Regions from separate parts of the Mus musculus genome. Here region 2 is linked to region 1. Evidence: chromatin contacts called from public HiChIP or PLAC-seq data. All regions are on one chromosome and are shown on one strand. Each heading gives the region's core, a stretch centred on a gene start, on an enhancer-like site or on the middle of the called end of the contact. The rest is flanking DNA. Distances are from core to core; before and after follow the strand shown. Region 1 overlaps Samd14 (sterile alpha motif domain containing 14). Region 2 overlaps Gm11520 (predicted gene 11520).

Evidence for each region. HiChIP or PLAC-seq counts read pairs in DNA pulled down with a chosen protein or histone mark.
Region 2: a contact with region 1 is called in a FOXA1 HiChIP or PLAC-seq map of pancreatic cancer cells. The contact joins two enhancer-like sites. A contact is called at or near these places in 1 of 39 promoter capture datasets (cranial neural crest), 1 of 484 Hi-C or Micro-C datasets (rod photoreceptor), 3 of 115 datasets of contacts at active chromatin or transcription factors (bone marrow-derived macrophages, embryonic stem cells and pancreatic cancer cells) and 2 of 9 other capture datasets (adipose tissue and liver).

The regions. Positions count from the first base shown.
Region 1 is chr11:95,023,024-95,027,965 of GRCm38.p6, reverse strand. Samd14 (sterile alpha motif domain containing 14) reads right to left here. Exons shown (of 10, transcript NM_146025.2): 8 at 4,588-4,707; 9 at 4,351-4,506; 10 at 1,879-3,388. The coding sequence ends at 3,233. It overlaps Pdk2 (pyruvate dehydrogenase kinase, isoenzyme 2), which reads left to right. Exons shown (of 11, transcript NM_133667.2): 10 at 1-101; 11 at 644-1,708. The coding sequence ends at 784. Among named protein-coding and RNA genes, the nearest start is that of Gm11513, 7.3 kb to the left of the region's middle. Within about 2 kb of position 1,810, at least 20 of the 459 cell types and tissues checked have an H3K27ac peak or open chromatin away from gene starts, as enhancers often do. A contact at or near this core is called in pancreatic cancer cells, where this site is marked.
Region 2 is chr11:95,322,432-95,327,719 of GRCm38.p6, reverse strand. It overlaps Gm11520 (predicted gene 11520), which reads right to left. Exons shown (of 3, transcript NR_155298.1): 3 at 3,127-3,552. Among named protein-coding and RNA genes, the nearest start is that of Fam117a, 12 kb to the left of the region's middle. Within about 2 kb of position 1,334, at least 15 of the 459 cell types and tissues checked have an H3K27ac peak or open chromatin away from gene starts, as enhancers often do. A contact at or near this core is called in pancreatic cancer cells, where this site is marked.

The DNA of each region.
Region 1 (4,942 bases), core at 561-3,060:
ACGGACTCCCCATTTCCCGCCTCTACGCCAAGTACTTCCAGGGGGACTTGCAGCTTTTCTCTATGGAGGGCTTTGGGACAGATGCTGTCATCTATCTGAAGGTGAGGCCCGCCAGGGGCAAGCTGGCTGCTAACGGGTTTCTACCCATCCCTCATCCTTCCTGACTCCAAACTCAGTTTTGGCTCTCCAAGACTCAGAGGAGCCTTGGCTCCTCAAGCACTGTAACTTTAAACTAATGTGGTAGGCAACTTCAGGGGGTCTAAGGTCTGTGAGTAAGGCCCCTCTTCTGAGAAACCCTAGGCTAGAAGGAAGGGAACCTTACAGGTCTTGAACTTCAGTTGATCCGAGTGTACCTTGGTGATTAATAGGGATCACACAGCAAAGCCTCCCTCCCTCTTGATCCTTTTTGCCCCCCTGATCGTGGAGGGGCCAGCTTCATGGAATGGGCCAGGGCAAGAGACAGAAGGCTGACTCTTTTAGGGGCTTTTCCAGGTCTGGGGTAATGTCTCAGGCTAATGCCTGGTTATGAGGCTGACTCAGACCTGGGTTAGGACTCCAGGGATGGAGACCATCAGGGCCTGGGTGGGAGAGGGTAGTAAGCTGGGGTGTGGGCAAGCAGGAGGTTGATGGCAATGCTCTCTAGGCCCTGTCCACGGACTCAGTGGAGCGCCTGCCTGTCTACAACAAGTCTGCCTGGCGCCACTACCAGACCATCCAGGAGGCCGGCGACTGGTGTGTGCCCAGCACAGAGCCCAAGAACACATCGACGTATCGGGTCAGCTAGGGGCCTTCCCTCCCTGGCACCTGTAGGATGCTGCCACCTCTGAATCCAGCCACCACAGGGACCTTCCCTATCTATCCCCTAGGGTACAAGGGGTGAAACTGGGTCTCCCTGATGGCCAGATCTGTCTTTGTAGAAATCTCAGTGGCCCAACTGTGGTGGTCCCTAAGTGCCAATATGTCTCTGTGGAGAAACCCTAGGGGGTTTCCCTGGAACCCGGTTTCCATAGTGATGCTTGAGGGTTGGGGATGGCTCTCCCTGATGGGGTGGCCCAGAGACACTTCTCCCAAGATCAGAACTGTCTGTTTTCTACTAGAAGCCCTGGTTCCCCCTCACTGCCTGCATAGTCCTGGCCTTCCAAGTGGCTGCTCCGCTTGCCTTATGCCCACACACTGTACAGGCACATTTGGGCTGGGTTCTTTGTCAATGTTAAGAAGGATGGAGTGCCCTCAAGTCTGGAGAGGGACTGGGGGAAGATAGGGTCCACCCTTGACTCTGATCCTGCAGCCTCTATCTCTACTCTGGATGGTATGAAGTTGCAATTGGGAACTTGAGAGTAGGTAGCGATTCTCACCCGGGGCCCACCGAGAGGGCAGGCCTAGGAGTAAGCTGCCCCCAAGGTGATCTTAGCAATGTTTCTGTTTAGCTGCTTCCTAAAGCCTTGCCCACCCAGCATGTCCTCACGTGCACACCTCCCCTGCCCAGTCTACACCCACCCTATGCTGCCTGAGCTTCAGACCCCACCCCACCCCTATGCCCACTATGTGTGCACAAGTGACTCACCCCTAGGACAGCCCTATGTACATAGCCAGTTTTGTAATCTCAGAAGCCCTGCCCTTCCCCTCCACACACAGGGGTTAAAGCCGTGTGCCCTCCCAGTGGCTGGGATGGTGACAGTGACATCCACAGTAAACAGATGAAATGTGACTGCTGCCTGGCTTCCTTGCTCGGGGAGGGGGAGCCCACACATGAAGCACCTGTGAAGACTGGTCCCCTAGGACTAACTGTACTCAGGACCTAGGCCAGCTGAACACGCCACCAGGCAGGGCCGTCCACTCAGGCGTAGCTTAGTCCCTTGTCCCAGACAAGAAGATCACTGGTGTGTGGTAAGTATTTATTGAAAGAAGTTGATAGCCATCTTCCCCCTTCACATGCAGGTGGGCACACTTGGCTCTTCACGGCTTCGGGGACAGTAGAGCCTCCACCCTCCCCACCCAGTCTAGGAAGTGCCAGTGCCCCGATACCTTAGTTTTCCCTATGAGGCCCCCTCTTCCAGTGAAGGTGACTGAGCACAAACATAGGGCCCTGGCCTTCAGCCACTTTCCCAGGCAGGAGAGAGGGAGTTAACATGCAGGTCCTGTTCACCTCTCCAGGAAACTGGGAGGGGTGGGGGTTTGTCATCTAAAACCTGGGCCTAGTAGTAACTGACCAGCACCCAAGAAGCTGGGTCAGCATTGCACCTGGACCCTCTATCTCTGAACACGCCCTACAAAGGACATGTGCCAGTCCCACGCGGGGCTGGCCCAGTCCCCCTCTGTAGCCTAGCAAACCTAAGCCAGCAGTGTCTGTCCATCCGCCCCAGGCCTCTGAGGCCTTGACACACCCAGGGCACCAGGGAAGCTGATGGACCCTTTCAATCTGGCAGCATGCAGGCCACACTTAGGGTGTGCCTCTTCACCATCTAGACACTAGTTGGGGGAGTGACCCGTGTCCCCAACAGCTCTCAATTTTTCCTGCCCTCGAAGGCTCAAGTACTCTCCGAAGAAGTGGATTTTAGCTCTGCGAAAGGGACTCAATGGGAGAGGAGCAGACCTGTGTGCTGGAACCTGCAGGTGAGGGAGGGGAAGAGAGAGAGAGTGAGTGAGAGCTCCCTTCTCCCCCTCTGCCTTCCTTACAGAGGCCAGCTTATCCTGCCCTGCTCTCTCTCTCCTCTGAGGAGGTGTCTGGGAATCCACCCTGAGTGCTACTGGCACTGCCCACTGGCCTCTCTGGGGAGATCTGTTCTCCCACCACACAGCCACCTTCAAAAGGTGAGGAGACACAGCTGTCTCCTGTCTCCAGTCGGGTTGCCCAGGCTACTCTCTAAACCTAGGAATCCTGGCCATGGTAGGGCCTCTCCTGCTAGATTTCTTCCTGCTCGGACCACTCTAGTCAGAGGGCGGAGGTTCCACCTGAACCAGGCTCCTCTGGGCTCCGCGTTTGCTGCATTCCTGGCCTCTGCCCTCTTCATCTGCCACCTGCTTCCCCCTGGAAGTCTGCGCCAAACAAGTCCTCGAAATTGGGTTTATTACTGGGCCCTCCCCCCTGGGGTCTCCCTCCAGAGGACTCAGTCCAAACAGGGTGAGAGGGGGGCCGCGTGCTCCGAGAGCCTGGTGCCTGGACCCTGCCTCCCTGGTGAGGCCCATGTAGGTGGCTGCAAGTGCGCCGGGGTGCCAGCCCCGCCAGCCATCCCTAGCTCTTCTTGGCATCGTTCTCGCGGCGCCGCAGCTTCTCCCGCTGCTTTGCGGTCTTCTCCTGCGCCTTCCGTTCCTTCTCAGCAGCCGCTGCCAGCTCCTTCAACTTCCGCTTCACCAGTGCTCGGTCATGCGAATTGCTGAGCCCCAGGCTCTGGGAAGAAATCCAGAATGAAGGAAAGAGGCCTAGAACGCTGCCCCACAGACCCACTAGAGTCTGCTCGGAAGTCTGGCCTTTGCCTAGGGATCGGGGTCCCAAGGTAGGAGGAATGGCTTGCAAGTGGTCAGAGATGACAACTCTCTGGCACTAGGCCATTTGCGACCCCGTCCTTGGCGCCAGATCCTTAACCTAGGATTTCAGCCTTAGTATGATCCTGCTCAACCTCTGAGGTCCTCAGAGTGAAGAGTGACTTGTTCAAGGTCAAGTGGCTTATCGGCTAGGTCCCTTCCCGTTTCAAGAGTTCCTATGGGGGGCTGGTGAGATGGCTCAGCCGTTAAGAGCGCCGACTGTTCTTCCAAACGCCCTGAGTTCAAATCCCAACAACCACATGGTGGCTCACAACCATCCGTAACGAAATCTGATGCCCTCTTCTGGAGTGTCTGAAGACAGCTACAGTGTACTTACATATAATAAATAAATAAATAAATAAATAAATAAATAAATAAATAAATAAATAAGAGAGTTCCTATGGGGCTCTCTCTCCCTCAGTCCCAGGAACCTGCAGATATTGGAGGCCACCTCTCCACACTGTCCACTTAGCACGCCAGAGCCTGGTGGTATCCAGGATCTGAGAATGAATATGGGATGGAGCTGGCCAAGAAAGTGGCCTTGATGGTAGTCCAAAGATCAAGGTCAGCCCAAAGACCCGGGCTGGAGCTAGAAGGTCAGATAGAAGCGATTAGGCTTGAGTTTCAAGTCAGATGGAGGTGTTGTACTACACTGCGAAAGGAGTACCTTGCATAGAGGTCAGACACCGGGTCAGAGGCTACACAGGGAGAGCCAATGCCAGGTCAGTCCAGGAGGTAAGTCAGGGTCAAAAGTCAGGACAAAGGGTGATTTCTGTCCCTAAAAGCTATCTCAATCTGAAAGATCATCACCTCTGCACTCTGACCCACCTTCAGTTTGCTTCCGTCCAGCTGCAGGAGCTGCGGCCCATCCACCTGCCGGGCAGCAAACTCGGCAGCATACTGCTCCAGGTTGAGGCTGTGTAGCCACTGGCCCACCTGCTGGCTGGTCCAGTGTTGTACGGCAGGGAGGGACTCATCCAGGAACTGATAGAGATGGGGAGAGTACAGGAAGCCTGGCCTGCGGCTGGGTCCCCCCCAGCAGGCACAAAGGCCAGCCTCACTCACCTCATCCGAAGACTGGGACAGCGTGTGGTAGGGATAGGAACACTTGGTCTCCTGTCGAGGACCACCGGGGATCTTGGGGCTGCTGCTGGGGGGTGTGGAGTCATCGCTCAGGGTAGATTCCTACATGGAAAGGGACGTGTGCCGAGAAGTAAGTCCACCTCCCACCCCAAGCCCATCACCTGACCAGAGCAAGCTGAAATACTACACTAGGCACCAGCAGCCGTTCAATGCTCCAGGACCAGGAACTCAGAACTAGACAGCCAGACACAGGCTGTGATGACTGAAGTGACATATCAGAACCTGAGCCCTCTAGGAGGGAGCGGACTACCTAGAGGACATAGTCCTAGCATTAAGT
Region 2 (5,288 bases), core at 85-2,584, 300 kb before region 1:
CACCACTGTTTGCTTCAGCCTCCACTTCTGCTCCACAATCTGCAATCGTCCCTCAGCAAACCTTGTCAGACCCTGACCGTTTATCAGGACTAAGGAAGGGGGTTAATAGCCCACTATTGCCTTTCATACTAGCTTCTGAGCACCTCCATCTTTTCTCCTAAGCGTGCATGTGTGTATGTGTGTGTGTGTGTGTGTGTGTGTGTGTGTCCTTTCTCTCTGAGGAAGGGGATCTCTGTTGTCTTGTCAACAAGAACTGCAAGCCACTTCATCCAGCACAGCTGAGGTGGGGGATCACTTAAGCATCTGTCTCTCAAGCTAACATCTCTGGTCAGTATTGAATTGAGGCTAAAAGCCCTTATAGACCAAAAGCAGCAAAGGCTTTATGAGGCCTAATTCGACTGTTCGTTCTTTCTCTCTTTTCTCCTCTCTGCTCCTCTCCCTCCTTTTGTGTGTGCTAGGTAAGTGCTCTACCACTAAGCAACAGTTCGAGGCCTTAAAAAATATAGTGTGTGTGTGTGTGTGTGTGCTCATGCATTGTGTAGGTCCCCAAGAAGTTGCTCGGTGTCCTGTCATTCTCTACCTCGTTCCCTTCTTTATGGACCTAGAGCTAGGCTGTCACTCAGTGAGCTGCACTGACCCTCCTGCCTTCACCCTCTTACAATGCACACACCCACCTAGCTACACTTTTTACACGAGTGCTGGGGATTTGAACTCAGGTCCCCAGCAAGCATTCTCGTCCATGGAGTTAGCTCCCCAGTCTCAGCCCCAGCTCTTCTTTTTTAAAGATTTGTTTTAGTGTCCCTCTTAAAGAAGTTAAAATAAAATTAAAAACAAACCTGCGACTATAGGATTTGGTGGAAAGCCTTGGAAGGGACCTTTGACGCTGTTCCATTAACAACTCGATAAATCTGTTCTGACTAAAGGAATAGAGCCTGCTTACATCCCGATCTGACTAAATTAGGTGCCTATTCCTGGCTTTTCCTGTGGATTTCCTGTACCCAACTCATTTATTCCACAAAATGGCTCTGGCTCAACTAAATGGCCTTGACAGCCAAGTCTCTCTAGCTTCGAAAAAAACAAAAAACTCCACTCCTCCTCCTTCTTATTAACCTGCCTGCACTTTGAGAACAATGGTGTTTTCAGAGCAGGTGGTTTCTCCTGCTGCACACCGAAGCTCTTAGAAAGCTCTTGTACATTCCACCAGTGGGCTCTGGGACGACCTGCTTCCATTTACCTCCGGCAAAAGCCTCGCGGCTTACAAGGTCGTCAGCACTGTGTGGGTAGGAAGCAGCCTCGTCTTGCCCTTTTCCATGGCACTCTGATACAAGCACACAAGCTGGCACCTTTCCTGGACGTCCCACCCAAAAGTCCTGTCCAATTCTCTAGCCTCCTGAGTTGGCCCAGAAGGTTGAGTCAGAGTACAAATACCAAGTTTGTCGATTTCACGGCTCCGAACACCCAGTTCTGAATCTTCCCAAATACATTAGAAACCCTAGGATTCCGGAGCCAGTGAGGGCATCTGCAATCTCAGGGAAAGGCCAAGGAGCCCTTACCTATTAGGGACACTAACAGCAGGGCTCTACAAGCAATGCAGCCATAATGTCATGGGATATGTGCCCCTACCACACAACACAGAAGACAGGAAGCCACTTGCACACATTATCGCATCTAACTGTCCTGCTGTCTTCATGATTACTCTCTAGAGTCAACACAGTTATCCGCAACTTACTGGCTGAGACTCAGAAAAGTCAGGAAACATACTCATGCATTTACACAGCTCCAGTGACAGCCCAAAGACTGCTGCATTGTCACTACTTAGGAGGCAGTGTACTGGGTCAGACGAGCCCAGACCTAGAGGTGTATTCCTGACCCCATAGGTAAGGGTTGACATTAGACCATACAGGTCCCACTGGTCATGGCTTAACACAACTCCCTCTATCTCCCACATACCTAAACTCTCTGAAACTCTGATTTTGTTTATGCTACTCAGGAATTATGCAGGTGAGTCTGAGAACCTAGCTGCCTCGGGAATAAGAGTTTAATTTCTCCACTAAAATATTGTTAAGTGTGTGCTTTGGCAGCTAGGCTAGGGCCAAATCCAATTTTCTCTGAGTTTCCTACCTTGGAGAAGGAGAGACAAGAATGAGGGGTCGGAGTAGGGGCTCGAATTAAAGAGAAACCAGAAAAAAAGACCAAGGGAGGCGGAGGGTGGTACCGCTCTTCAAGGCCTGCCAGAGAAACTGAGCCAGAACTCTAAGAAGCATGGGTAGTGTGCCAGGGCAAGTGAGAGAGCTCTTTGTGAGGTCAAAAGAGAAGCCGTTAGAGGAGGCCCAAGGAAAGACATGGAGGGAAAGAGTGAGAGAAAAGAGAATCTACCCAGACTCAGGAGGCAGAAGCAGGCAGATCTTTATGAGTTCAAGGCCAGACTGGTCTACAGAGTGAGTTCCAGGACAGCCAGGGCTACACAGAGAAACCCTGTCTTGAACTCCCCCCTCCCCCAAAAAAGAAAATGTGTTTTAATTCTGAAACCACTATAAATCAAAAGAGGAAAGGATTTACCCCTTCGTTCTGTCTCCCAAACTTGGACAGCAAAGTAAGAAGACCTCACACCCGATTGGACTGCACTTTGTCCAAAGCCAGAAAACTCTGCCTGCAATGCCTGCTCTCACGGCTAAAATGCTGGCGGGCAGTGACTGGAAACCGCATCTGGTTGGTAAGTGATGGGCACTCCTGCCTTTCTGTCTTTGCTCCCTGCTTAGTGTGCAGCCTCTGCCTGGCAGGGAGCCTCCAGCAGGGGTTGGAGAGTAGGATCTTCCCGACAGTGTTTAAGACACAGTGGGTTATGAGCTTCTAGAAGGGGCTAGGTGGGAAGGCAGAGAGAAGACCCCAGACTAATTTCCAGGAGGCTTCAGCATGCCACTGACAAGAGTCCAGGTACTACTCATCTTCTTGATGTCTGTGGCTGCAGGCCAACTTTGGGACAGGATACGGCCTTCCCATTTCCTGGGGCCCAAGACCCTGGCTCTGGGTTGAGTAAAACCAGTGGAACTGGCAGGATAGGACTAACGGGCATCTGCGTACATTCTGAACCTTGAAATAAGCAAGCTGAGCAGCTCCGTAACAGCTAGTTTTGGAGGATTTATTTTTTTTTAACATGAAAGAATTCTTTTGAACCTTCCATGGCTCCAAGAAAAACTATTTGAAATGTCTCTTCTTATGGGGCCATGGGGTTAAGTGCCAGGGACGGTAGGCTAAATGCCAGGGATGCTGGTTGCATGGATCTTGGGAGCAAGGCTAATGGCATCCCCGCTGTGGACTCAGGAATACCAGGCCCAGGCATCGGTTGCCCAGAGAGATGCAGCCATTTTTACTTCTGACCGAAGGACACCACCTTCTGAGATTTCCCCCTCTGTGGTGGGAAAGAGAGCGGGCACCGGCCCGAAGGATCAGCAGGGTCTGTGCCCAAGAGTGTGCAGACCGGGAAGATGATCACCTGAGAGCCCAGGGTAGGGTGAGGCACGGCGATGATTTATGTTGTTCAGAATTTGGTTCCTGCTGGTGGAAAGAAGATGCATTTTGTGAGAGCTGCATAGTAATTGCCCTTCATAAGGATGATCGCAAAAGGTCAAGGGATGGATGGGTCCTGAATAGCCCTAATGTCCCTGAAACAGTCCATTGTGTAGCTATTGTCCAGACATGGAAAGGAACTCTTCTGACCTCATTCACGCTTTTCTTTTTTGGCCCCTGGGGTTTTCCAAGTGAATAATTACATACTACCTTATTTTAGAGCAAAGTTTATCTTTTTTCAACAACAATAACAACAACAACAACAATGGCTTAATACCTACTCATTTCTTGAGCTCTTCTATGCATCCAGTATCATGCTAGGTTAGAGGGACATATAGATGAATGATCCAGTCCTCTGGGGGAGTCTGAAGACTGGTTTTCAAAAGATTTCCTAATGACCTTTGGAATTTAGTAAACAAATCTGCATCCATCCCTTTATATTTCACACACATTTCAGCCTCCATCTTCCTGCAGTCTTTCTAAGAATTCTTTTTTTTTTTTTTTGGTTTTTCGAGACAGGGTTTCTCTGTGTAGCCCTGGCTGTCCTGGAACTCACTTTGTAGACCAGGCTGGCCTCGAACTCAGAGATCCGCCTGCCTCTGCCTCCCGAGTGCTGGGATTAAAGGCGTGCACCACCATGCCCGGCCTTTTTTTTTTTTTTAAGATTTTATTATTTATTATATATAAGTACACTGTAGCTGTCTTCAGGCACTCCAGAAGAGGGAGTCAGATCTCATTACAGATGGTTGTGAGCCACCATGTGGTTGCTGGGATTTGAACTCTGGACCTTTGGAAGAGCAGTCGGGTGCTCTTACCCACTGAGCCATCTCACCAGCCCAACGCCGGCCTTTTTAAGAATTCTTATTTATGTGTATGTGTATCTTAATGCATGAGTTTATGTGCACCCCATTCTTATAAGTGCCCATAGGGACCAGAAGAGGATGTTGGATTCCCTGGAACTGGAATGACAGGTAGTTGTGAAGTACCTGATATAGATGCTGGGGACAGAACCCAGGTCCTTCACAAAAGCAGCAAATGCTCTAACAGCCGAGTCAGCTCTCTCTTCTTGCAACCCTTCAATTTGGCCTCATGTGCTAACCTCCACTTTGATCAATTTGGATGACCTTCTCTTATTCTGATATGTCCTCCTTAGCAGACAGGAGAACCAGAATTAGGGACTATATTTTAAATGCAAATACTATATGAATGTGTCCATCTCTAAGTTAATAACTTCCTTTATCCACTTGTCATTCCTGTATACGCCCAGGAGTTTTGAATGCCTGCTGGGTAACATGCAGCTACTAAGTGAACAGAGCAGACACTGCCCTCATGGAAGCTACCATCTGGGTCGGTGTTTGGAAACAGAAGGTAAAGACTCCAAGTATCAGACAATTAAATGTGTAACTACAAACTGGCAAATGTTATGCAGAAAGTACAGGGTGTTATGAGTGTAAATGTGGTATTCTGGTATAATCAGGAGGCTCAGGGAGAGTCTCCTGAGGGAATGAGATTTGAGCTGAGATTAATGAAAATAGGTGAAGAAGAGTACTGGCCAGAATGTTCCAGGCTAAGTCAAGAGCACGTGTGAAGGTCCTGTGAGACGAGGAGCCAGTGTACCCCAAGAGCTGCAGGAGGGCCCATGACGTTGCAGCATAGCACATGAGGCAGGGGATTGCATGGGAAGGGTATGCAGGGTCAGCAGAGGAATGTCCATGAGGGTG